Linked DNA regions of Rattus norvegicus: region 2 is linked to region 1. The links are chromatin contacts, called in public Hi-C maps. All regions are on one chromosome and are shown on one strand. Each heading gives the region's core, a stretch centred on a gene start, on an enhancer-like site or on the middle of the called end of the contact. The rest is flanking DNA. Distances are from core to core; before and after follow the strand shown. Region 1 has its middle 26 kb from the start of Hhipl2. Region 2 has its middle 190 kb from the start of Dusp10.

Region 1 (4,322 bases), core at 934-3,433:
GCACTGAGGTCAAATCTCCCTTGCCCTCTAAAAATTCCAACGCTGTTGCCCCTGCCTCACCCCCACCCTCTGCTTCTCTGATACCTCAGTCTGGAGGCATCACTCAGTCCAGACGCAGCCTTTGCCTTCCAAAGGCCAACTGTCCTGGCTAAAGACTATTACTTTTCAGACCTAGATCTGTGCTTAGGCAACCTCAGGCAGTCCATTTAAGGTCTTCTACACTAACAAGTTAACTTTGGAAGTACCCATTTCTCAGACTATGTGTGAGAGGATCAGCAGGGTAGAAGGTCTGTTTCCTTGTCTTCCTGAAGGCAGAGACCCCACATTTGTCTCTGCGCAGGTCTTCCGCAGTGCCCTGAAGGGAACATGGTGTGAAGTCGGTGTTCCTCAGATGAGAGAAGAATGAGAATGGGAAAATGCGTCCCAGGAGGAGGGACTCAAACTCCCACATAGATTTCACTTATTACTTTATAGCTACACAAAAGTGAGCCACCAGGGCACTTCTTGCCACCCAAGGCATAAAGAACAAACTCTGTTTCCTAGACCAGAGGTCTTGAGGGTCCACTGCTAATGTGAGGTGACCTGGGACACAGCATCCCACCACCAGATTGCCAGTCTCTCCATCTGGAAGCCTCACTGCTGGACGTAGCTGAGATCCACAAGCATCACACACAAGTGTAAAGGCCTCCATTGTGATCACTCACGAAGCCACAGTTGTCATCTCAGATGCTGTGTATGCTGTTGTGGGATTTAAATTTGCCGATTCCTTTATTCGGGTCTATAAATTCTGTTTATCATTTGTCATACTGACTTACTGCTTTCACTGGCCTGGGACCCGTGGCTCTCCAGACGCTCCTGGGAACAGAGTGTGGCAAACACCCAAAGGTCACCCACATACTTAAGAAACCAAATCTCTTTGCTTGGGAGCACTGTCTTCTAGGCACAACATGGTAATCACATGCCTGAGCTCACAGCCGTTGTGATGACCTACATGGGACAAGGGCGTCAGCATCTTAGGGGGGAAGGGGGCTCTAGAGACCCCACTCCTCTCTGAGGAGTTATGAGCCGCTAATGGTTACTGGGGGAGGGGAAACACGTTCTTCAGTGGTGTAACCATCTCTGAGTCGCCTGTGCCCCAGTAAACTACCTTTCATCCACACGCCTTTAAGCTTCCTAATGAAACTCTCTGGGCCAATGGCAACAAAAAAGACGTGAAAGTTGAATTGGGGGGCAGGGTGTTGGGAAGAGGGAGGGGACCAGGAGGAGAGGGATGGGAACAAGAGAAGGTGAATATAGCAAGATGCTTAAGATGTATGTATGGAGAGACAGTGAAAACCCGTTATGTATAATTAACAAATTATATTATTATTATGTATAATTAATATACTCCTACCACCCCGCTGTGTATTTAGCCTGCCATCTTTTTTTTTTTAAATGTGTAGCCCAGGCTGGCCTCGAACTCATGATCCTCCTGCCTCTGCCTCCTTCAGCAAATCCTACCGGTGTGCGCCACCACAACCGGCTTAGCCTACCATCTTTCTCCTGCCTTTTCTTTCTGCCAAACAATCCGGTATTTGACTCTCTCAAAATACCAGATTCTGCTCTGCTCCACTTTCCAGGAACGTAGCACTTAACACTGGGGGGACTTTTCCACAACATTTCAAACTGCTATTTGGCCCCTTTTTTCTTGAGCCTTTTGCTCAGTCCCCAGCACGGAAGCAGAGACCACTCTCCAGAGACAGCCTGGTCACGTTAAAGCTTCAAGTCGACAAAACTGTCCCAAGCTGGGGACTGGCAGCGCAAACAGGAGCCCGAGTGACAGGGCCCTTCCCTCTGGACTGTCACCACAACACACTGTCCATGCCGGATCTCATATGACTGGGCACCAGATGGCTCAAATTCACCTGCAAGGCCAGGCCTGCTGCGAGACTTCGTCTAATTGTGTGTTTTGATCATTTGGAATCTGCAGCCAGAGCCTCTGGCGGCAAATGTCCTTCTCCACCAGTTCAGGCAAGAAAATGTACCTGCCGTCGTCATGGCGTTTGCTTCACTGGGCTGCTGACTTATTTTAAGAACTAAATCGCTCCTGTTACTCTATTTTCCTCTTCAGGAGTGAGAGACTCCAAGACTGGTATAATTTGTAGCCAGGGCTGGCATCCTCTTATGTGGTGAACTAGCGCCACCTACTGACTACTCACTTCACAGCAGCCAAGAGGACAGCAAGGTCCTCTTGTAGGGAAAAGTTCTCTACTTACTACTCAGCAGGCAGACTTTGCCTGGAAGTCTTGTACTGTGCACTTTTTAATCTTTAATGTAAATAAACTGGGACCATGTCACCAAGAAGGAAGCTGGGCGAGCTCTTTACTTGCGAGCCCTGCCTCACCCCTTTCTCTTTAGCCGCCTTTGCTTATAAATGATGACCTCGTGACAGAGAAGCTGATGTCGTCCCCAGGCAACCCAAGCACAGACATGGAGAAAGATGGCCCTCCCAAGGGACCCGTGCAACTTTCTTGTCTTTAACCTTCCTGCTCAAGGTCTCTAAACTTGGAGTGCAAGATTACCCTCCCGGTACCCGTGGCCCTTCCCATCCAAGAGGTAGAAAGTGTTTCCACATAGTCACTAAGCATAGATAGGCTACTTACCAGGAAGCCTCCATGGTACTTACTCATTCCCTGCCCAGTGCATGAACCCCGAGCTGGTACTCACCATCGAACAGATGCCTTACAGATATTTAGAGACTGAGATTTACTGACCTTGGTACCACAGGGTCAAAGTGGTCTGTGTCACTGTGAAGCTGTCTGTTCGCCACAAACACTTAACACTCCCCCTCTTTTGCCAAGGAGATGCCAGTAGCAACCCCAATCCCCAGCTCCATCCTGAAACAACTATTGAAATATCTGCAGGTGTTCCCGTTGGCTCCCTGGGGTGGGAGATGCAAAATCATCCCTGATTGGAAACCCTGGGTCTGGAACTCAGGTTCCCAAGGCTGGTGGTTTGGATGTAAAATGTCCCCCATAGTCTCATGTGTTTAAACACTTTGTCCCAGTAGGTGGCGCTGTTTGGGAGGTTGGCCATGGAGCTCAGGACATGGGAGTCTGTAGGGGCAAACCCTTCGGTTTGTAGGCAGGTCCTGCTTGGAACTTACTCTCTGTTCCTAATTCTCCTTCTACTTCCCTGAATGAGGAACAAGCCACACCACAAGCTCCGACCACCACAGGTGTACTGCCTTTCCCACCATGAAGAGCTATAGCTCCTAAGTCATGCACCAAAATAAACCTCCCCTCTCTTAAATTGCTTCTATGAGGTATTCTGTCATGGGGGGGCGGGGAGTAACTAATACACTGGGGAATGGCCAAAAGAAAGGGATGTGGGGGTTGAGGAGCAATGAGAGGAGGAGTGGGGGAGGAGGAGTGGGAGGAGGAGGAGGAGGAGGAGGAGGAGGAGGAAGGGTGGGGAGGAGCAGGAGGAGGAGCCACTACTATAAACTACCATTTAACACAAAGTTGTCTTATAAAAGGCACAAGTCTTGTCCCAAGAACTTTGTGACCTCTTACTATTTAACCCATGAATAGTCTATACCAGCTCCTTAGGGAAATATTTCGGTTATACATGAAGAAACTGAAGTTCAGAAATGTCATGTCACTTGACTGAGGTCACCCAGCCAGCAGTAGCAGAACAGCCATAGAAAACCAGGATTTCCTGACCCCAAGATGAGAAATAACACTATCTCCCACTCCAGGACAAAAAGTTCTAGAGCCACCCGATTCTCCACCATCCTGCTTGTCTTCCAGCGCTGTCCGAACAATTTATCTGAATTTAAACATATGCAAAGGCTTAACCACTCTCTAAAGAAAACCTGAAGAAACCTGAAGTTTTCATGTGGAGGCGTTTCTGTTTGAGCTCTGAGAGTTTCTTCGGCTGTTTCCATCGGCTCCCTGGGGTGGAAGGTACAAAGTCGTCCCTGATTGAAACCCTGAGTCTGGAACTCGGGTTCCCAAGTCTGGTGGTTGGATGTAAAATGCCCCCCATAATCTCATGTGTTTAAACACCTGGCCCCAGTAGGTGGCGCTGTTTGGGATATTAATAATGTGTGATTATACATGTACAGAAAGACTCTGCATGAGTAAATAATGCTCCCCCAGAAGACGTAAGTTACAAATGACGAACTCCGAACCAGGCAGGCAATCCCTCCCTGAGAGTTATTGGTTAAGGAGGCTCCCAGAGGCACCCAACACAACACAGGCTTCTGCCATTCCTCTTGGTCGCCTTCCAGAACTAGACAGTGAGACCCTGTTGCTGAAGACAGCACTCCCTTACAATCC
Region 2 (4,237 bases), core at 1,714-4,213, 340 kb before region 1:
ATCCTGCTGGCTGAGAATGTAACTCGCTGGTACATGGCTTGCCTACCATGGACAAAGCTTTGGTTCAATTTCCAGTGTTGAAGGAAGAAAGGGAAAAAAAGGAGGAGCAGGAGGAGGAAGAGGAGATGAGGGGGAGGAGGAGGAGGAAGAGGATGAAGAGGAAGAGGAGAGCTATCCTTCAAGGTAAAATTTCCTTCTCTCACTGCACCTTCATATCCCCTGAATTTTCTTCCTGTCACTGTCTTATCCTGTTGCCTCTCTGCTAAGAGTTGCTGCCAACTTCTCTCTCCATGCCTGTTTTGCAAGTTTCTCATGTTTATTGAGAATGCATATAAAATACCATCTTATCTTATTTTCTTGCACATGCCTTTTCCCAAGGCCCTCCTCGGACAGTGGACTCTTGAGATTTTTCTCTTCTTTGTTGGCTTCCCACTGCTGTCTGTGTCTTTGCTCAACCTTGCATAAATGAAATGGAGAAGCTGAGCAGATGGATTGGTGGTTTAGAGCACTGGATATTCTTGCAGAGGACCTAGGTTTGGTTTCCAGCACCCACCAGCAACTCACAACTGTCTAGAATGCTAGTTCCAAGGGATCTGATGCCCTCTTCTGGCCAGGCATGTACATGGCGCACAGATATACATGAGTCAGGCAAAACATTGAGGCACATAAGAAATAAAAGAAAAAAATTAAAAATCAGTAATTTTTCCTAAGAGAAACCAAGAGCTTATTTTTCTACTGACTATTTCTTTGTAGGTCAGGTCTTTACTGCCTTCACTCCCAAAGACTAGCAAAAACTTGACCAATAGTTGTCATCTGGCACTGGAAGTGTTGCACATAGAAATGTCCAACCCCAAATCCCCCTTTGTCCTTCACTTGGAAAAAGTGCATGTTCCTAGAGGGGTGTGAGTTTAATGATTGCTACTCTGATGCCCAATAGGAAACGGGAAGCAATCACAGAGGCACTTGGACATGAGGTGATGAGTTTAATGATTGCTACTCTGATGCCCAATAGGAAACGGGAAGCAATAACAGAGGAAGGGAAGTTCAGTGTGGAGTCTACACAGCCTCTTGTGCTCTTTTATGGTGAGCTCAGAAGACTCACACCTGTTCCTTCATGAATAAAATGGTGCTGTTAACATCTACCTGAAGAGTTGTTGAGAAAATTCAACAGTTCTCTGCGTGAAATAGTTCCATATAACTAAAGCATGCTGGGAACTGTTCATGTAGAAACTCCTTTCAGCAAAAAGTAGCCACCATAAACATTTTATTAGCTGAACGATATTTTCTGAGAGCTGTTATTTTCACATTTTAAATAAACCATCTGTACTGATTTATTTAGTGTACTTACTAATCAAATCCTTGATGAATGCTGTGCCACTTTTTAAAAGAAGCAATTTAATTAGCTTTCCTCATAAAATATACATGATTCTAGCAGGCCCAGTACAAATTACTGATCAATTAGATCTAGGTAATAAGAACAGTGTACCCAGCCAAGTACTCAACCGAACCACACTCCAATTCTCTCAGTGTTACTGTTAAAACTATTTCAAGAGTTCCATGATAGTCTTTCAGACAAAGAAGACTGAAATCAACTGTTGCCTGCAGTTTCCTTGGCCCTTATCAAACTGGAGAGAAGTCCAGCTTGGAGTTAAGGCTGTTGAGCTCTTTGATGCTGTGATCTCAGAAGACTCATACCAGTGTCCTCATGAGTGAAATGGTGCTCTTCATGTCTACCTCAAGAGTCACTGAGACAATCCAACGAGACTCTGTAAGGTGTAGTTGCTATATCACTGGATGTGTGCTGCTGAGGCTGGAGAGGTGGCTAAGAGGTCAAGGGAACTTACTGCTCCTGGAGAGGACCTGAGTTCAGTTCTAAGGACCCATGTCAAGCAGTTCATAACTGCCTGTAACTCCAGCTCCAGGAGACTCAGTGTCCCCTTCTGGCCTCTACTCTCACCAGCACTCACATGCGCACACTCCCACACAACAGACACACACACCCATAAAAAAGAATATTAATAATAATTTTTTTAGGAAGGAAAATGCTTCTACTGTGACATTTTTTGAGGATCTGGATACACAGAATGTTTTCAGTCATCTACAAACCATTAACAGATGCTCATGTGAAGAAGAAAGCTTAGAATTTGGAGCTCTGGGGCAGCTCAGAAAGAGCCCCTGCCTCCCACCCCCATCCTGTCACATTACAACATTGCTGACCCAATCCATAGCCAAAGGTTGCATCCATTTGTTTGTGTGGAGACAATAGGACTAATTTCAATAACTGTTTGCTTTATAATTGCATTTACTCCTCTCAGACTTTGGGGACACTTTTATTTTGAAGTTTCCCCCACAGGTGGGTTCTCAGAGCTACAGAATTCTGAGTAGCATCAAGACAGGACTGGGCGGGTGGTGGTAAGAAATGTGGCACCTTCCCCAGCCATCGCAGGGGATGGGGTAGCCCTTGGAGGCAAGCTGGGAAAAACCTTTCCTCAGCCGCAGGTGTTATGATGGAGAGGAGCTTCTGAGGCAGGTGACCCGAGTTATTTTACTTCCACTCAAAGAAGCCATGTGACTTTTACATTGTCTAGATCCAACGTAGAAAACAATGGGCTGTGTGTGTTCTTATTTTCTTTTGTGTTAAGGAAAGGGCTACATGTTTAATAATTCAAAAATTATTTTAATGTTTTTCTTCTTTGAATAAAAATGCCCATGTCTTTAAGAAAGTTCTATCTGCAATATATGCCAATACTACCGTGTTTTCTGCAAGCAACTTGGGCATATGGGGGTTTTGGTATCCCCTTGCTGACACTGTAGGGTGACTGCATATAAAGGAGAGGCAAAAATGGAGTGGCCCCGAGCACTTTGGATGCCCTTCAGAGCTCAATGGAATTCAGTTTATAGACCACGAGACCAAAAAATTCCTTAATATCCCTCTCCAGCTCAAGCAGCTTATGAGTCAAATGGAATGCGTTAAAAACAACAAAAACCAGAGCCGTTTCTCCATAGAGATTGTATGTCCATGGGGGTTGTCTCTACAGGGATTATATGTTTATGAAGGTTGTCTCTACAGGGATTGTATGTCCATGGTGGTTTTGCGTAGTGGAAACTGTTCCTGGTTGTGTCCCTGGAAGAAACTGAAAGGAGAAATGACAAGAAAAGCACGCAGCTCTACCACACAGAAGTCTAAGGGGAGGAGATGAGGGTTGGGGGTCGTGCTAGAGCACCAGCCTCCCACTGAAGAAGGCATTTAGAGGCCCTAGAGCCCCTTCTACTGATGAGGTGTGCACACGCCCATGTGGACCTTCCACAAGAGCTGCCCTTCCTACTCTTCTTGAACTCTGCAGGGACAATTTATGCTGTGAGGGGTTCCTTGTGAGCTCAGCAGGGGCCTTCATCCTCACAACAGGCTTTTTAGGCTTGCTCTTCATGACTTACTGTAAGTTGAACTGAGCCATGAACTTAAACACCACCACCCACTACACTCCCCTTCCCCTGCCACACACCTCTCCCTCCCCAACCTTACTCGCTTCTGTCCCCACCACCACCTCCGGGGCCTGGTAATACACAGAAGGAACAAATGGGAACTCTGTATTGCCTAACTGGCATCTCACAAGGGAACACCGCCCAAAAGTACTGACTACATCCTATGTACAAAGAGTGGTCACAGTCATTCCTCATGAGTGAGTCCTCCACACGTGACCCTCCAAACGCCTTTCTTCTCAGCCTACATCCAAGTCTGGGGAACGCAGACTGGGAAATAATTGACAGCACAAAAGCCACTGACCTAAATGCATGACTACTAGTTACGTGTGCCTCGTGACCACTGAGAGCTTAGGCACTTTCTACTGAAACTTTTATTTTTGATTATTCAAGTTCCATGACACTCTGGCTTTGTTTAGAACAGACTTGCAGGGTCAGAGAAATGGTGCTTGCACATAGACCTGATGACCAGAGTTTATCCCTGGATCAATCGATCTCTCTCTCTCTCTCTCCCCCTTCCTCCCTACCCCTCTCTCCCCCATATCTCTCTCTCTCTCTCTCTCTCTCTCTCTCTCTCTCTCTCTCTCTCTCTCTCTCTCTCACACACACACACACACACACACATGAACACACACACCAATTCAGAAATGGCATGCAGCTATCACATATTTGCATTTTATACACCCTGTTTCTCAAAATCTGTAGCAATATCAACCCTCGATAGTTGCTTCTGTGACAATGGCAGATACAGTACTGT

Evidence for each region. A called contact is a pair of places that touch in the nucleus more often than the background predicts.
Region 2: a Hi-C map of Schwann cells shows a contact between it and region 1, with 9 times the contacts expected there. The contact joins two enhancer-like sites. A contact is called at or near these places in 2 of 12 Hi-C or Micro-C datasets (the A7r5 cell line and Schwann cells).

The regions. Positions count from the first base shown.
Region 1 is chr13:97,610,137-97,614,458 of GRCr8, reverse strand. No RefSeq gene overlaps it. Among named protein-coding and RNA genes, the nearest start is that of Hhipl2, 26 kb to the right of the region's middle. Within about 2 kb of position 2,183, at least 8 of the 93 cell types and tissues checked have an H3K27ac peak or open chromatin away from gene starts, as enhancers often do. A contact at or near this core is called in Schwann cells, where this site is marked.
Region 2 is chr13:97,953,082-97,957,318 of GRCr8, reverse strand. No RefSeq gene overlaps it. Among named protein-coding and RNA genes, the nearest start is that of Dusp10, 190 kb to the left of the region's middle. Within about 2 kb of position 2,963, at least 10 of the 93 cell types and tissues checked have an H3K27ac peak or open chromatin away from gene starts, as enhancers often do. A contact at or near this core is called in Schwann cells, where this site is marked.